Regions from separate parts of the Xenopus laevis genome. Here region 2 is linked to region 1. Evidence: chromatin contacts called from public Hi-C data. All regions are on one chromosome and are shown on one strand. Each heading gives the region's core, a stretch centred on a gene start, on an enhancer-like site or on the middle of the called end of the contact. The rest is flanking DNA. Distances are from core to core; before and after follow the strand shown. Region 1 holds the start of ppip5k1.L (inositol hexakisphosphate and diphosphoinositol-pentakisphosphate kinase 2). Region 2 overlaps strc.L (stereocilin).

What was found. A called contact is a pair of places that touch in the nucleus more often than the background predicts.
Region 2: a Hi-C map of the XTC cell line shows a contact between it and region 1, with 2.3 times the contacts expected there. The contact joins the enhancer-like site here to the promoter of ppip5k1.L in region 1. A contact is called at or near these places in 2 of 4 Hi-C or Micro-C datasets (the XL177 cell line and the XTC cell line).

Annotation. Positions count from the first base shown.
Region 1 is chr3L:113,016,913-113,020,237 of Xenopus_laevis_v10.1, forward strand. It overlaps ppip5k1.L (inositol hexakisphosphate and diphosphoinositol-pentakisphosphate kinase 2), which reads right to left and starts at 1,717. Exons shown (of 32, transcript XM_041586813.1): 1 at 1,442-1,717.
Region 2 is chr3L:113,071,137-113,074,528 of Xenopus_laevis_v10.1, forward strand. strc.L (stereocilin) reads right to left here. Exons shown (of 27, transcript XM_041585583.1): 18 at 1,803-2,002. Among protein-coding and RNA genes, the nearest start is that of strc.L, 17 kb to the right of the region's middle. Within about 2 kb of position 1,510, at least 1 of the 7 cell types and tissues checked has an H3K27ac peak or open chromatin away from gene starts, as enhancers often do.

The DNA.
Region 1 (3,325 bases), core at 467-2,966:
CTGTATGTTAGGTCACATGAGCCAATTAACAGACAGAGTTGTGTCTTTTGCTTCCACACTTCTTCCTGTTACAGTTAGAGTTGAAGTATTTCTGGTCACGTGATCTCTGAGGCAGCACACAGACCATCACGAAATGGTGGCTCAAGGCAAGAGATGTAAAAGGGCAATATTTACTTAAATATATATTCCAGTTTGGTAAGATTCTTTAATATGCCACTTAATATGATATGAACTATCTGTTGCTTAAGTGTTCATTTTGGGGGTATAGTTTTCCTTTAATGAAAAAAATAATTTATGTTATATGTTTAATTTGCAAAGGACTTTCATTATGCAGCTTTTTATGCGTAGGTGACAGGTCCACTTTAAAGACAGTAGTGCAGGGTTACTGTTGTCCTCTTAGACTCTTAGAGAGTACAGCATAAACAAAACACTTTGTTTACTAACTGTGCTGTAAATAAACAAGTATGCACCTTCCTAAAGTGTAGTGAGCATGCATAATAAGTGTTGTCAAGTTAAGCACTACACTGACATGACACCCAGACATAAAAACATGTATGATAAAAGTAAATTTCAAATTAAACATGTAACCCAAATTCTTTTTTTTTTATTATAAAGCTCAGCTGTAAAACATATATTGCAGGCCCCACCTTTCCATTCTGCTCTTCCTTGATGTAACTGCCCTCCTCGCTGCCTAAATTTGTGGGCATGCGAATCAGGTCCCAAATTGTGGCACATAAGCAAAATGTTGGTATGATGCAAAGATTTCTTTGGCAACAGTAGTCACAAAATGACACCTACCTGCTTGCTGTGATGGCGAATTCCCAGACTGAAGGAAACAAAAAGCAAATAGTTTATATAATGTAACTAAAGTTTATTTTTTTCAAGTAACACAATAGAAAAGAATTTGGACTTATTTATCAGGTCCCCTTTAAGTTTAAACAGTCAACACAAAAGAAACAAGAAATGCAATAACTGATAGAGTATAAAAGAAATATTTTATCCCCCAATGGAAATTATTTACATGTTGGAAGTCACCAATAATTTCCCCGACCATATACAGAGGACTCCACCACAGGCCAGAGCAATATCTACTAACCTTATTGTTACTGTACAGAGTCACAACACAAGCAACATATAATAACTGTTTATAAGCATACTTCCTACAGTTTACTCATTGCATTCATGTACTATAAATGCTCAACTTGAATCTATTGAACTGCAACTTCTATCAGCACAACAGAGCTGCAAGTTAAAAGCTGCAAGTGAAAAGCTGCTTGAGGGCAGTCACCCATGGAGTGTGGCTGTGTGGGTATATACAGTATGTACACATGGATCCCTGGCTATCCCAAACGATTTCTCCGATATCCCACTGATGGATTTGCTAAGCCGATTTCTTAGTTCTTAATTTGCTATAGATGGCAGGTCATATACTTTTACTTGCCTGTCCCGCCGTCCCGGATAGCAAGTGAAGATGTCCCGGCTGTTCTGATCTTCCGACACTTCTTGCTTCTTCCGGGTTTTCTCGGCACTTTCCGGAGCGGCGGAGGGAAGCAGTAGTCTCCTTCGGCTCTTTCCGGCTTGCTTGCTTCTTCCGCTTACGCTGCAGATCTTCCGGTGTTTGGGCGGCGCTTAATCGGTGACGTCAGTCTTCTCTCAGGAGTTCATGCTAGCCGATCGTCTCTCTGGTTGAAAGCAGATGCTTGATTGATAATCACTCACTCGGTCCTCTGCGAGTCAAGAAGGTATTCTGTGGCTTTCTAATCGGCAGCTCTCTGCCAGGCTGTGTTGTGTTCTGCTGCTGGTGGGATTCGCTCACTCGTCACTGTGAAGAGCGTCGCTGCTGGCTGGCTCCCTGCTGCTGCTGCTTTGTGAAAATCAATTTGACGCGTGACTGAAACTTTTCAGTAACTTTCACTGTCATGAGCAAAACCAAGGGGGCTAGATATTTGTGTGGATTATCAGTTAATTTTGAAAAGTAAAAAAATAAGAATAAAGGGCAACAAAAGTTTTGTTGATTAATTTCCCTTTTTTCTTACTTTTGTTACCTTTCTAAATTACATTAACTGTTTGTTGACCTTGTTCTGGGCAGTGAAGCACAATTAATGCATGGTGTAAGGATCTCCCATCATGCCAGGCACTTAAACGAGAATTCAACCCCCTAATTACTCAGCAAGTCCAATTGTTTTAGATTTAGCTATACTAGATAACCCCATAATTTGCACCCCCTACCCTAAATAGACCCCCTCCCTCCTGGGCAAATGCCCCTAATCTTCTACTTACCCCTCCTTGCAGGTCCTGTCCAGTGGAGTTCACAGCAGCCATCTTGTCTCCATCAGTCTTCTTCCTGTAGTGATCAGCATTTTCAGGCACGAAATTTTCGATAAATCAGAAACAACGTGACTTTGGGCGCAGTAGCTCCGCAACTGAAGATTCATCCAACTGCGCGTGTACAGAAAGTCACGATATTTCTGATTTTTTTATCGAAAATTTCGTGCCTTTCAACGCAATGGAAGATTCCTCCAACTGTGCATGAGCCCGAAAATGCCGAACGCTACAGGAAGAAGACAAGATGGCTGCTGTGAACTCCACTGGACAGGACCTACAAGGAGGGGTAAGTAGAAAGTTAGGGGCATTTGCCCAGGTAGGCCAGGAGGGATGCCAATTAGGGGGTTGAATTCTCGTTTAAGTGCCTGGCATTCTGGGAGATCCTTACCACCATGCATTAATTGTGCTTCACTGCCCAGAACAAGGTCAACAAACAGTTAATGTAATTTTGAAAGGTAAAAAAAGTAAGAAAAAGGAAATGAATCAACAAACCTTTGTTGCCTTTTTTCTTATTTTTTTATTATTTATTTTTTTTTTATTAACTGATAATCCACACAAAAATCTAGCCCCCTTGGTTTTGCTTATGACGGTCAAAGTTACTGAAACGTTTGATTTTCACAAAGCAGCAGCAGGGAGCCAGCCGGCAGTGACGCTCTTCACAGTGCTGAGTGAGCTAATCCCACCAGCAGCAGCAGAACACAACACAGCCTGGTAGAGAGCAGCAGAATAGAAAGCCAGAGAATGCCTTCTTGACACACAGAGGACCGAGTGATTATTAATCAAGCAGCTGCTGGAAGAAGTGCCGGAATATCCGAACAGCAGGACATCTTCAGTTGCTATCCTGGATGGCGGGACAGGCAGGTAAAAGTGAGTGTCCTGCGTAATGCGGGATGGTTGGGAGGTATACAACATGGTTCCATATTTCCCTTAATACAGTAAAACATGAAACAAAAATAAGGGGCATAATTAATTGTAGGCCAAGCATTAGGCTGTGAAGATG
Region 2 (3,392 bases), core at 260-2,759, 54 kb after region 1:
CTAAGTTTGACGCAAATCAAAAGTCAGGTCTAACAATTCACTTCTGGAACAGGAGTTCATCTGATTTGCTTGGTGCAAGTCCAGGTTGGGAAATGGCCTGGTCAAAAGACCAGAAAAAAAAACTTGGGCAACCCAGACCCTGAAACACTGGCTGATGGGGGGGGGGGGTTGCTGAGGCGACAGCACCAGTGGGCTTCACAATTCCCAGTCCAATGCTGTGTAAGTCTATTAACAGAACTTGCTGTGAAGGTGTCTGTAGTTCCAGGGTCCCTTTGTATCAATAGGTACAAAAGGCAGGATTATTAGCAACCATGTGAAAGTGCAGGAGCATGGGTTTTACCTTAAAGGAACAGTAACACCAAAAAATGAAAGTGTTTTATAGAAATGACAATATATAGTGAATAAAGTACCCCCTCTTGTAAAATATAAGGATATTATAAGTTACCGAGGAGTTTCATGACCATATAAAAACACGAGGCCAAAGGCCGAGTGTTTTTATACAGGTCATGGAACTCCGAGGTAACTTCTAATATCCTCATATTTTGCAACAGGGGGTACTTTATTTATTATAATACACAAATTTCAATGAGTCATGTGACTGAAATGACATCAGAACTCACCGTTTATAACTGATGACATCAGAACTCACCGTTTATAAGGATATAATTTACAGGATATTCATGGCTTTTGTGTATTATAATTGTATAACTGTTGCTCTGCACTGGTAAAACTGGCATGTTTGCTTCAGAAACACAACTATAGTTTATATAAACAAGCTGCCATATAGCCATGGGGGTAGCCATTTAAGCACAGGATACACAGTAGATAACAGATAAATTCTGAAGGAGCCCATTGTATACTCCAGAGCTTATCTGTTATCTGCTTTGTATCTTTCTGCTTTTTCTCCTTTATCAGCTTTGAATGGCTGCCCCCATGGCTACACAGCAGCTTGTTTATATAAACTATTTCTGAAGCAAACACACCAGTTGTACCAGGGCAGCACAAAGGTACATTATATTTTCATTATTTTAAAAGACTTTAATTTTTTGGTGTTACTGTTCCTTTAATGAATTGCGTTAATATGCGCTCTCCATTGTGTCCTTTTCAGAGTTTGGAAATGACCCTTCCTGTTTTTTAATTAAATTTCTTCCTTTGTAAAACTCAATCTTCTTTTTTTGTTTTCTTTCATATTTTTAATTATACAAAATTTAATGATATTAGCCACCAAAATATGACAAAATAACACATGCTGCTTTCATGTCTGCGAATAACATTTGTTACAGTTTAAAGCAGTCCTATAAAGATACAAACATGCTGGTTTATGTATGCTGATAGCAAAAGAAGATCTTTAAAATATTGCATATTCCTAATACAGAGGAGATTAAAAAGCACAAAGTTCACAGGTGTGGGTGTCATAGCTTCTAAAGCTGCCACTGCACTATAGAGAGACAATGACAATGACATCTTCCATTCACTTCTTTGATCATTGTCTTACTTGGAAGCCAGATGGAATAGTGCCTGATGTATAGAGCACAGAGAGCCTCTAGTGGTATATGTATATAATTCAGTTCTACCCACGTGCAGATGATGATCTGTTTCCACAGGATTCACTATAGACACTCTCTATGTAAGTGGGAAATGTGTTTTTTTCTGGTTCAGACGTGTTTATGGGCCCTTGCATTTCTGTTTTTAATAAACATTACTAATTATTTTATAACCACTCACCATTGGACATACAAAGAAGCTTGTTAAAATAGATACAATAGACAGACAGATAGGTAGATAGATAAATAGATAGATACCCAAACATGTCCTCTTCTGTTAACATGTTTCCCAGTTGGCTTATGAAATCGTCAGAAAGGCAATATGAAGCCAGCTCCTCCAGGTTTGGCAGCAAGTGTCTCCTGTTAATGTGTGCAATGTTCTCTTCTCCCACAAACCCAATTAAAGGCCCCAGCAGATCCAAGTCTTCCACAGTAATCACTCCATTCACATGACTTTGCTAGCAAAGAATACAGCCAGAGTTAATTGTCTATTTGTTATCCATATTCACGCTTAGGATATAAAGTAGAATCATGGTTCTACACTTCTCAAGGAACCAGGGTAAAAGATACAGAAGGGACCCTGAACCCTTTCTGCCCTTAAATTTAGTATAAACCAACATGACAGCACCTCAGCACAAGTTGGGCATTAGTAGCTGCAGTCACTGTGGCTAGAGCAATGTAAGATACTGATAGCAATTATTATATTATTTATTTGTTCATTTAAATAGCCAAATTAGTCTGATATTTAGACACAAGGCTATATTACCTTGGTTTAATAATATATACTATTATTATTATTAGAAATAATAATAATACTATTATTATTATTAATAATAATACTAATAATAATAATAATAATAATAATAATAATAATAATAATAATTAATAATAATAATAATAATAATAATAAACGTATTTATTGAATCCACAAGTCCACTTTCAATGGTATCAGCTTCTTACTTTTGACTGTCTATACCTTATAATATCATGCTGTTCCCTTACTGTGTTTTTCTGTACTGATTTAAGGGCTACCAATGGTTTGCTATGGAAATATTTCCTGAGTGAGTTTGTACTTCCTTGTAGTTCACTAAGAAATCTTAACTGCCAGGGTTTGCCCTGAACTGAGAATCAGATTGTTGTTAAGGCTGTCAGGCAATGCGACAGAAGGGGCCCAGAGAAGATACTTTGGAAAGAATAGAGCAGTGAAGTACAGGACTGGACAGGGACAACACAGACCAAGCAAATTCCAGGACATGACAGAGATCAAGCTAGAGGGTGAAGTACAGGATGAGTTTAAGTCAGGATGGAGCAGGTAAAGTAAAGGACTGACAATGACAAGGCAAGAGTAAGGAATAAAACCACTGAGGTCAGGACCAGCAGCAAACAAGCAGAGATGAGGACAGGTCAAGGTCAGAAACTCAGGTACTTGATTAAGAATTCACACATCAAGAAGATCAGGATACAAGTACAAGTGAGAGCCAGGACAACACACAGCACTCAGGCTAATACTCAATCAAAAGTAAGGGAAAAGTATTTTAAAAAAGGGACCTGCAGAGATTGGCTGGACCTAATTATCCAATATCGCCTCTGGGATTATTAAAGGTTGCTGAGATGTAGTACAATACACAGGGAAGGCAGGTAGTAATCCTAAAGCTGGCCATAGACGCAAAGATCTGATCGTACGAATCGAGGATTCGTACGATTTTCGGACCGTGTGTGGAGAGTCCCGACATTTTTCGTCCGGCGGAGATCGGTCGTTTGGTCGATCGGACAGGTTTCTGTCGGCTGCCGATAATATCTCTGCGTGTATTGCCGATCGTACGATTTTCAGTGGGAGACTGTCACTAG